3 separate regions of the Oryctolagus cuniculus genome follow, and regions 2 and 3 are each linked to region 1. A link is a contact called in public Hi-C data. All regions are on one chromosome and are shown on one strand. The core of a region is the stretch at or near the end of the contact, and the rest is flanking DNA. Distances in the headings are between cores, read along the strand shown.

Region 1 (2,700 bases), core at 64-2,563:
GGCTTAATTTCTAACTACTACCAGATTGGCAAGATACAGTGAGTTCAAATTTGGCTCCATGAATTACTAGATACATTGCTTTGTGCAAGTCACTCAACTTCTCTTTGCAGTTTTCACACTGTCTATAAAATATAATCCTCATTATCTCTTTAGTTCCTCATCCTTAATATTTCTATGTGATGATTTTTTTTTCACAGGTTTATTGAGTAGTGTTTTTTAAATACTTAAACCCCTGGTAACATTCTAAGTTCTCTACTACCCAGAATTCCCTAAATGAAGACATAACAGAATCAAAAGAACATGAATGTGGAAGCACTCATACAAATCTGAGTGTTCAACCCTGCACTGAACCCCGTAATTGTGCTACTTAGAAAAGGCATTAAACTTGGAGCTGCCTTTGTGGCACAGCAGGTTAAGCCAGCACTTGCTATACTGGCACACCATATTACAGTGCTGGTTCTAGTCCCAGCTTCCTCTTCCAATCCAGCACCCTGCTAACGTAGGAACTGCTTGGACCCCTGTCTCCCAGGTGGGAGGCCAGGATGGACTTCCTGACTTTTGGCTTCATCCTGGACCAGATTTGGTTGTTGTGGTCATTTTGGATGTGAACCAGCAGATGTAAGATGCCTCTTATCTGTCTCTCTCTCACTCTATTTCTGTCTCTGCCTCTTTCTCTGTCACTTTGCCTTTCAAGTAAATGGATTAATCTTAAAAGAAAAGGCACTGAACTTGAGTCCCGAGATTGTCATCTGGAAAGTCAGGGATTCAGAAGAATTGTTTCCTTCCACCTTTATTCTAAGAATATCCTTCGCGTGTAACAATTATTTTAGGACTGCATCTGAGGTAATGTTAATGCTACCGTCACGGAAAAATTAAGCTGCCTTTGTTAAATAAGGGAAACACCAGGATGCTGTCAAATATGGAATTCGTTTGTATAAATGTAGCTGGAGAAAAAACATTAAGAGAACAACCTCTTAGCAAGGCTTCTGATAAATGCTCTGAGGTAATATCCGGAGAGGATATAGCTCCTCGTTAAGATACCCCAGTTCAACACAGCTCAAGGAAGACGCGGCAGCAAGATATTTCCCCTTGTAATATGTTGCAGGTCTTCTGTGGGTCTGCATCCCTACCCTCGCTTTTTTTCCCCTTCTCTGGTTAACTCCTCATAGTTCCCTGTGGCCTGGTGGTAGGCCCCACTTGTGATTTACAAATGGATTCCAAAGCAATCTTTGTTTTGTTGGAAACTGAGACACTGGCTTGTTGTGCTTTATGGCATTCCGGGTCCTGATGAAAGCTAACCTGAGCAGAATATTATGTGTGGGTGAGGCAGAGCCAGCCCCGGCTGCAATGGCTATAGATCTACGGCATGCCAGAAAAACACTTTTGTTCTGGAATCATTTTCAAGCCACTGCTCAGGACTCTGTAGAGAAGCCAGTGCTCCTCTTATCATTATTTCCTTCCTGACCTATGCTCAGCCACAAAAACATTTCCAACAGTACCAAACACTCCATCCTTAAACCATCCTATCAATGACATAAACAGAGAACACCCAGTTGCACAGTGGAACTCGTTCTGAAAACGTGCCCTATTTGCGGACTCTAATCATATCATGTATATAAAATGCAAGAACTCAAAGAGACAAAATTCACAGTTGGGTATGAATGGATATGATATTTCATAGTCTAGAAAAATCAGAGGGATGAAAAAATACTTTTTGAACACTTACTACTGATCAAATATTAATTACACTGTCAAATAAAATACAAGCAAGAAGACCAGGGAGTAAACATTCTTATTTCCATTTGCCAGCATTGCAGCAACTTGCCCAAGGCCACTACCAAGCGGCTGAGCTGGAATGCAAACCCAGGTCACTTTGGCTTCACAATGAGGGCTTCGTCCCTTACTCCTAAAATGCCCAAATGTTATGTGACCTTAGCAGGAAAACAAGTGCCTCATTTCCTAATTAAGATTCATATTATCTAAAATTTCCTGTATGACAAATAGGGCTTCTTTCTATAACGTTTTCATAATACCCCAGAGGGTGACATTTTTCTCTGAAAGGAGCTCTTGGAGAGAATTTCGATTGTATGTTGCTTACTTGAAAAGGCAGATTACACTCTGCATTCAAAACCAAATAGCTCCCCCTACAGTTCCTGCTCCATTCATATCCCCAGCTCTGGCAAGGGACACAGAGGACCTACAGGTCAGATGCTAGAAGGTGGAGTTGAACACGTGTCCCTTACACTAGGGAACAATTATTACTCCATCTGCTTAGAGAGGACCAGTGGCTACTACTCTAGACAAGGAGTTGTGCCTTTAATATTTTTCTTACTTTCTTCAGTGTCCTCAACAATTAGCAGAATAAATCCCTAAATGTTAAGAATCGTGTGCTGATTCTGACAGACAGAGCCCAGGCTGGACGGAAAGCATACTTTCTGCAGGCTAAATTCCCTTCTGACTTGCAGTGTGCGCTTGCAGAGGCAGACCCTGTCAGCTGTCCAAGTACTGAGATTCCTCTGGGACATCATGAGCTCCGGCTGGGCCTACAGCCCACTGCCTCCCCATAACTGGCTAGAAGCTTGCAAGGCTCTGCGTCACCATCACCTCGGGGACACAGCACGAAAGTGCTCTACCGTAAGTCTGCAAGCAGGGGATACCACTGGTGATGCAAGGACTGCCGGAAACTTCTCTCCAGTGGCC
Region 2 (2,700 bases), core at 165-2,664, 530 kb before region 1:
CTGGTTCACCCCGGGTACCCCGAGGAGGGTGACAGTGAAGAGCGGAGCGATAAATCCGGCTTGGGCGGTGAGATTAAATAGAAACTGCTGGCCGAAGGCGGACAGGCGGTAATGCGCCTGGGAGGAGGTAGAGGAGGAGGCGAAGGCAGGCCAGGGATCAGAGGCAGAGTTAATGCTCCGTCGCCGCCTTTTGAAGTGCACGTTCGTGGGAAAGGGTTCTCCGAGAGCGTTCACTCGGATGGGAGACGCGATTTCGTATTCGCTCAGGGTCTCTAATAATTTCGCTGCGGAGAGAAGAAGAGGTATAGGAATCGATCATTCATTCCTCCCACCCGAAGTTTTAACTTAAGGAAGATTGGGGGTGGGGGCACTTTGTCCTGATTTATTTTCCAGCCCCTTCAAGTCCATCAATCCCGTCACCTTTAATCAGTGGACAAATGTTTGCTGGGCACCTACTATGTCCCCGTAGGAGCCAAGAACCGTGCTAAGCGCTGGAGATAGACCATGATGTGCCAGATAAGGAACAGATCAGAAATCTTACGATAATGTCAGATCCCGGTCAATATCCCCAATTAAAAAAAAAAAAGTGCCGCTATCTGGCGCCCCCAAGTAACTCGGCAGCGAGTGTGGGGGTGGGGAAGGCGAAAGATCAGGCTGAAAAGCGAGGAGCGAGGGGGCTCGCCTCAATTCTTTTCCACGGTCTCTCCCTAGTCATTGGCTGGGGATGACCCAAAGAAGGGAGAGGCTTCAAAGCCGGAGGTAATTCTTTCTAGGAAAGAGAGAGAGAGAGAGAGAGAGAGAGAGAGAGAGGCCTTCGCCACGGGGTACCCCGCCTGGGAGCGAGAGCGGGGGAGGTGGCAGTGCGGGCGGCGGGGTCGCTGGGGCCGCAGCCTCGTTACCTTGCCTCGGGTGCAGCCTGTCCTTGCGCACGGTCGCTGCGGCGTCGGGGCTCCCCATCTCGGCCAGGTCCCGCACCAGGAGCGTTAGCAGTGTGGCCCAGGATACAAACTGCATGGTGCTCCCCACCCCTCCCCCGCCACCCTCACCCCCCTCCCTCCTGCCCGCCTTGGCTGTGGCGGCGACGCGAGGCAGCGGCCGTGGAGAGCGCGCGGAGCCCGGCGCCCGCCGCCAACTTTTGACTTTAGGAGTCGCTGAGGTCTCGCCGCGAGGGTCCCGTGTGCGCTCGGCTGAGCAACGCTGCCGCCTGCCGAGAGCTGAGCCGCTCGGGCTGCAGGAGGAGCCGGAGGAGGAGGAGGAGGACTGGGGCTCGGCTGCTCGGCCGCATAATGTCCAGCGAGCGGGCAGGAGAAGCGCGGAACGTGCGCTCCGAGGCGCGCCGGGCGCCCTGTGCTGGCCGGGATAGCGGAGCGGCTTCTTGAATGGGGGGCTGGGGGGCGGGGGCGGGGGGGCCGCGGGTCCTCCGCCGCTCGAATACCCCGGGTGCACGCCTCTAGGAGGAGGAGAGGGGAGGAGAAAGCGAGGCAGCGGGCACCGCCTCCTTCCAGACCGTGTCCCCTCCTTGGCCGGCCCGTGCGGCACTCGCCGCCCGAGGCCCCAGCCGGCTGCTAGAGGCCGAGGCCCAAGGCGCCAGCAGCGCAGGGGCAGAGGGTCGCGTCCCCGCCGCCCCTCCGAGCTGGAGTTTGCGGCGACTGGCCGCCCGGGGATGGAACGCCAAAAGCGCGCCCCTTTCCGGCGCGCAGCACCCAGCCCCTCGCCCCTGCCTTCTCCGCTCGTCTCCTTCCTTCCCAATTCTGCTTTCCTCCTCCTCCTCTTCGCCATCCCGAGTCTCCCCGCTTGCCTTTCCCTCTCCCCTCCTGCTGGGCTCTCTCCTCCTTTTCTGCCCTTCCTTTCCCTCGTTTCCTGGCGCTTTCCCCCAGCCCTGCGCCTTTGGTTTCTTACAAGTGAAAGTGGCCCCGCGCCGAAGCGCTGCCCGCCCTGCCCTCTCGCACTCGGGACGGGATTTGGCACCTGAGCTCCGCTCTCGATTTAATCGCCCCGAATCGAGAGTTGTAGAGACCCAGTTCTTAATCCTACACTTCAGGGGTGTGTTTCAAATCCACGGTCTCGTGCAAGTTTCGCAGGAATTTCAAGTTGTGCTTCTCCCTCTTCCTCCACCCCCCCCCCCCCATGCTCTGACTCCACCCGGAGAGGGTCCTTCGCTTTCTGGAGGTCCCCGGCCCAAAAAAGGTTAAGAACCGCGCTGGGCAGCGAGAGGGGGCGGGAACCTCGGCAACCCCCTGACTCCTCGGTGGTTTCGAGAAGGGCGGGGGGAGGGAGGGACAGAGTGCGAAGTTGTCGATCCCTTGGGGAAGCCCCAGTCCCTGAAGGGATTTCTCAATCGCTTCCGCTTGCTTCCAGCCAGGGAGAGATGCCTGGGGCGGCGCGGAGCAGCCACTCTGAGCTACACCTACCGATTGCGGATGCACATTTGAAAGTCAAAATTTAGCTGGAGAGAGAAGATGTGTGTGTGCGCGCGCGCGTGTGACACCTTTTCCTTTGCCAGCTCTCAGAAAGAGTGGAATGTATTCAATTTCAAGAGAAAGGAAATGGTGATTTCGGTTAAAGATAGGATACACACACACACACACACACACACACCTCCTCCCTCCATGTCCTAGAATCAGGGTTTTCTGTTGGGTGGTCGGCTAGAGCTCAGCACTAAAAATATCAGATTGCCAGCACTAGGGGCTACATAGCGAT
Region 3 (2,700 bases), core at 13-2,512, 690 kb before region 1:
TCAGAGAGACCTGGGCCCTTCCCGAGGGCTCCAGAGCACAGCAGGGTGAGAAACAGCAGAGACCAGCACACCCCGCGCTGGGCTGTGCTCCCCAGTTGCCCGGCCTCCTCGTCTCCCTGTGTGTCCAGTGTCCAGACCCAGGGGACTGGGGCCCCACACCTGCATTCCCAACTAACCCCCAGCTGATGCTGAGCCCCCGGGGTCAGCAATCCCATTCTTTCAGCCCCACTTGAATTTTAGCTCCAGCTTCTGGGTGGGGCCGCCCTTCTCATCACTCAGGTGTTGGCGCTCATGCCTTGAGGAAAAATTCACCAGGAGCAAAGCCAGGCCCGCAGGCTTTGCCACCGTGCCAGCCCAATACTCTGCAGGACGGGCTGAGGGAGTGGTCTGAGAGAGCGTGCTCCCTCCTCTAGCACCCCCCACCACCGCTACAGGGGTACGAGAAAGCCCGCCCCCAACCCGCGCCTAGCCTTACCGGGGACTTCTTGATGTCTGAGACGGCGTAATTCCCTTGGGATATCCATCTGGCAGAATCGGTTAAAGCCAGGCCGGTTCCGGAAAGGTTGATGCTAAAACGACCCTGGAAGAAACGGCCAAAGAAACCCATGCTTAGTTCCCGGGATGTCCGCATAAGGGACCCCAATCCCACGCACCTTGGGGAGTTGGAGGAAGGTCAGTTTCATTCACTATCACTGATGGGTGTGTGTGTGGGGGGGTGTTGCTGTGTTATTTCAAGGTCACGCCCTACTCAGGCCTCATCTCACTCATCCTCGCGAGAGCCCTTCTCTGCAGAAGGGGAAACTGAGGCCTTGCACACGATCAGACTGCACGCAGCTCACATCCTCCCGCCTTGGAAGTCCAGGCTCTCCTCGGCCTCCCCGACACGGCAGTCCTGACATTGCTCACAATTACCAGATTCCTCCCGGAACAAAATGCCACAGTGTAATTTTTCTAACAAGATCTCGCTGCCAAAGCTTCCTGGGCTTCCAGCTGCCTGGGGGCGGTGAGCACACCGCGTCCTCAGCACAGCAGGGCGGGACTTCAAAGACGAGGCGCTCTCCCAGCAGGGGCCGGTAGAGGGCGCGCGTGGCCCGTTCCAGACCGCCTGGGAGGGACGAGGGTGGCCAGTGGCGGAACTTCCTAGGGCGGCCAGGGGCGCCCACCGCACCGCGGTCTCCTGCTGGGCCCCTGTCTTTCAGGAACCACCATGCAAAGGCAAAGGCATAGGCAGACCTCCTGCTACTGCTCCTGCGCCAGGAACAGCTTCACAGCGGCAGTCCCCTGCGTGGATACACTCCCAGGGCTGCTTTCTCTGAACCTGTCCCCAAAGGCCTTGGTCACATCAGCCTTCTGTGAAGCGAGGGAGTCGGGGCTCACAGCCCTAGTGTGAATCCAGCCATTTCACCTGTGACGGCACCCCCACAGCTGTTTTTTTTTTTAGCCACACACAGCCTCAGTTTGTTCAGCTGTAAAATGGAGAGGTGGTAAAAGTCCCTTCCAAGGAGGATGCTGTGGCGCAGCAGGTCAAAGACCCAGCCCGGGATGCCGGCCTGGTTCCAGCCGAAGCTGCTCCCCACCCATGGCGCTTCCAATCTGCCCGCTTGCTAAGGTGCCAGGGAGGCAGCAGGAGTGGTTCCTGCACTTGGATTCCTGCTCCGCCCCCTTCCCGTGTGGGAGACCTGGACGCAGCTGGCTGCTGTGGGCACTTGGGGAGTTAACCAGCAGATGGAAAATCTCTCCGCCTTTCAAATAAATAAATCTTGTGTTTAAAGTACCTCCTCCAAAGTGCTGCAGTGACAGTGAAATTAGCCCTGCAGAAACAGGGGGTCCTTGGCGTGACAGAAATCCCAGTGTTTCCCGATTATTTTCTGAGTGTTCATTTTCTCTCTCCAGCACGAGAATAAAAGTAAGCTGATCGAGGGCAGGCCTGGGTATTGCTTTGTTCATATCCGCTATGATGTGGAACAAATGACTAGACAACTTGACAGATTTCATAAATCAGTAAGGGCTACACGCTACTCCTGAATGAAGATCCTCCAGGAGCCGGGGAAGCTGGGAAGTCCCCATTCTGCACCTGTCCCATCAACAGGCACAAGGAATAGTTAAGAAACCCCTCTGGAGCCTCAGATCCCACTATGATAAAATGGGACTAACGGAAGTGCCACTCCCAGGGGAGCCCCCATGACTCAGTCAGGTCTCAGTCACTGGATCTCAACCGGGGACGATTTCGCCTCCGTGGGAAATGTGGCCACACCTGGAGACACCTGTGCCGTCGTACCTGGTGCATCAGACCAATGTTGGGAATGGCACACAAGGCCTGGGACAGCCCATTCAATACAGACCTGTTCACCAGCCCAGCCTGACAAAGAGCAGAGGTACAGATGGTGGATTTGTCTGGAATCCCAACTCCCCTACTCACCAACAGTCTATGGAAAATGGAATATTCGAAAAGAAACATTTATTTTGGTGCAAAAAAATTGTTTTTTACATGCAGGCATAGCTTTTTCATGATACACACATTCCACAGACTTTTGGAAGACTCCTTGTATGCATGCATTCATTTCAAAACTATTTGCATCAGAATAAATGTATCTTTTAACTCCATTTTCCATAAAGATTTTGAAGTACCCAGGTGCTTTCTTTGTGACCCTGGGCAAGCAGCTTCACCTTCCTAAACCCATCTGTAAAATGGGTTAGTAG

The links. A called contact is a pair of places that touch in the nucleus more often than the background predicts.
Region 2: a Hi-C map of an unstated tissue shows a contact between it and region 1, with 6 times the contacts expected there. The contact joins the promoter of ADAMTS9 here to the enhancer-like site in region 1. A contact is called at or near these places in 2 of 6 Hi-C or Micro-C datasets (ear pinna and an unstated tissue).
Region 3: a Hi-C map of psoas muscle shows a contact between it and region 1, with 9 times the contacts expected there. The contact joins two enhancer-like sites. A contact is called at or near these places in 5 of 6 Hi-C or Micro-C datasets (ear pinna, embryonic fibroblasts, psoas muscle and 2 more).

What each region holds. Positions count from the first base shown.
Region 1 is chr10:84,446,479-84,449,178 of mOryCun1.1, reverse strand. No RefSeq gene overlaps it. Among named protein-coding and RNA genes, the nearest start is that of ADAMTS9, 530 kb to the left of the region's middle. Within about 2 kb of position 1,313, at least 3 of the 8 cell types and tissues checked have an H3K27ac peak or open chromatin away from gene starts, as enhancers often do.
Region 2 is chr10:84,973,947-84,976,646 of mOryCun1.1, reverse strand. It overlaps ADAMTS9 (ADAM metallopeptidase with thrombospondin type 1 motif 9), which reads right to left and starts at 1,414. Exons shown (of 39, transcript XM_008260887.4): 1 at 900-1,414; 2 at 1-284. The coding sequence starts at 1,014.
Region 3 is chr10:85,133,188-85,135,887 of mOryCun1.1, reverse strand. ADAMTS9 (ADAM metallopeptidase with thrombospondin type 1 motif 9) reads right to left here. Exons shown (of 39, transcript XM_008260887.4): 37 at 476-580. Among named protein-coding and RNA genes, the nearest start is that of PRICKLE2, 75 kb to the left of the region's middle. Within about 2 kb of position 1,262, at least 1 of the 8 cell types and tissues checked has an H3K27ac peak or open chromatin away from gene starts, as enhancers often do.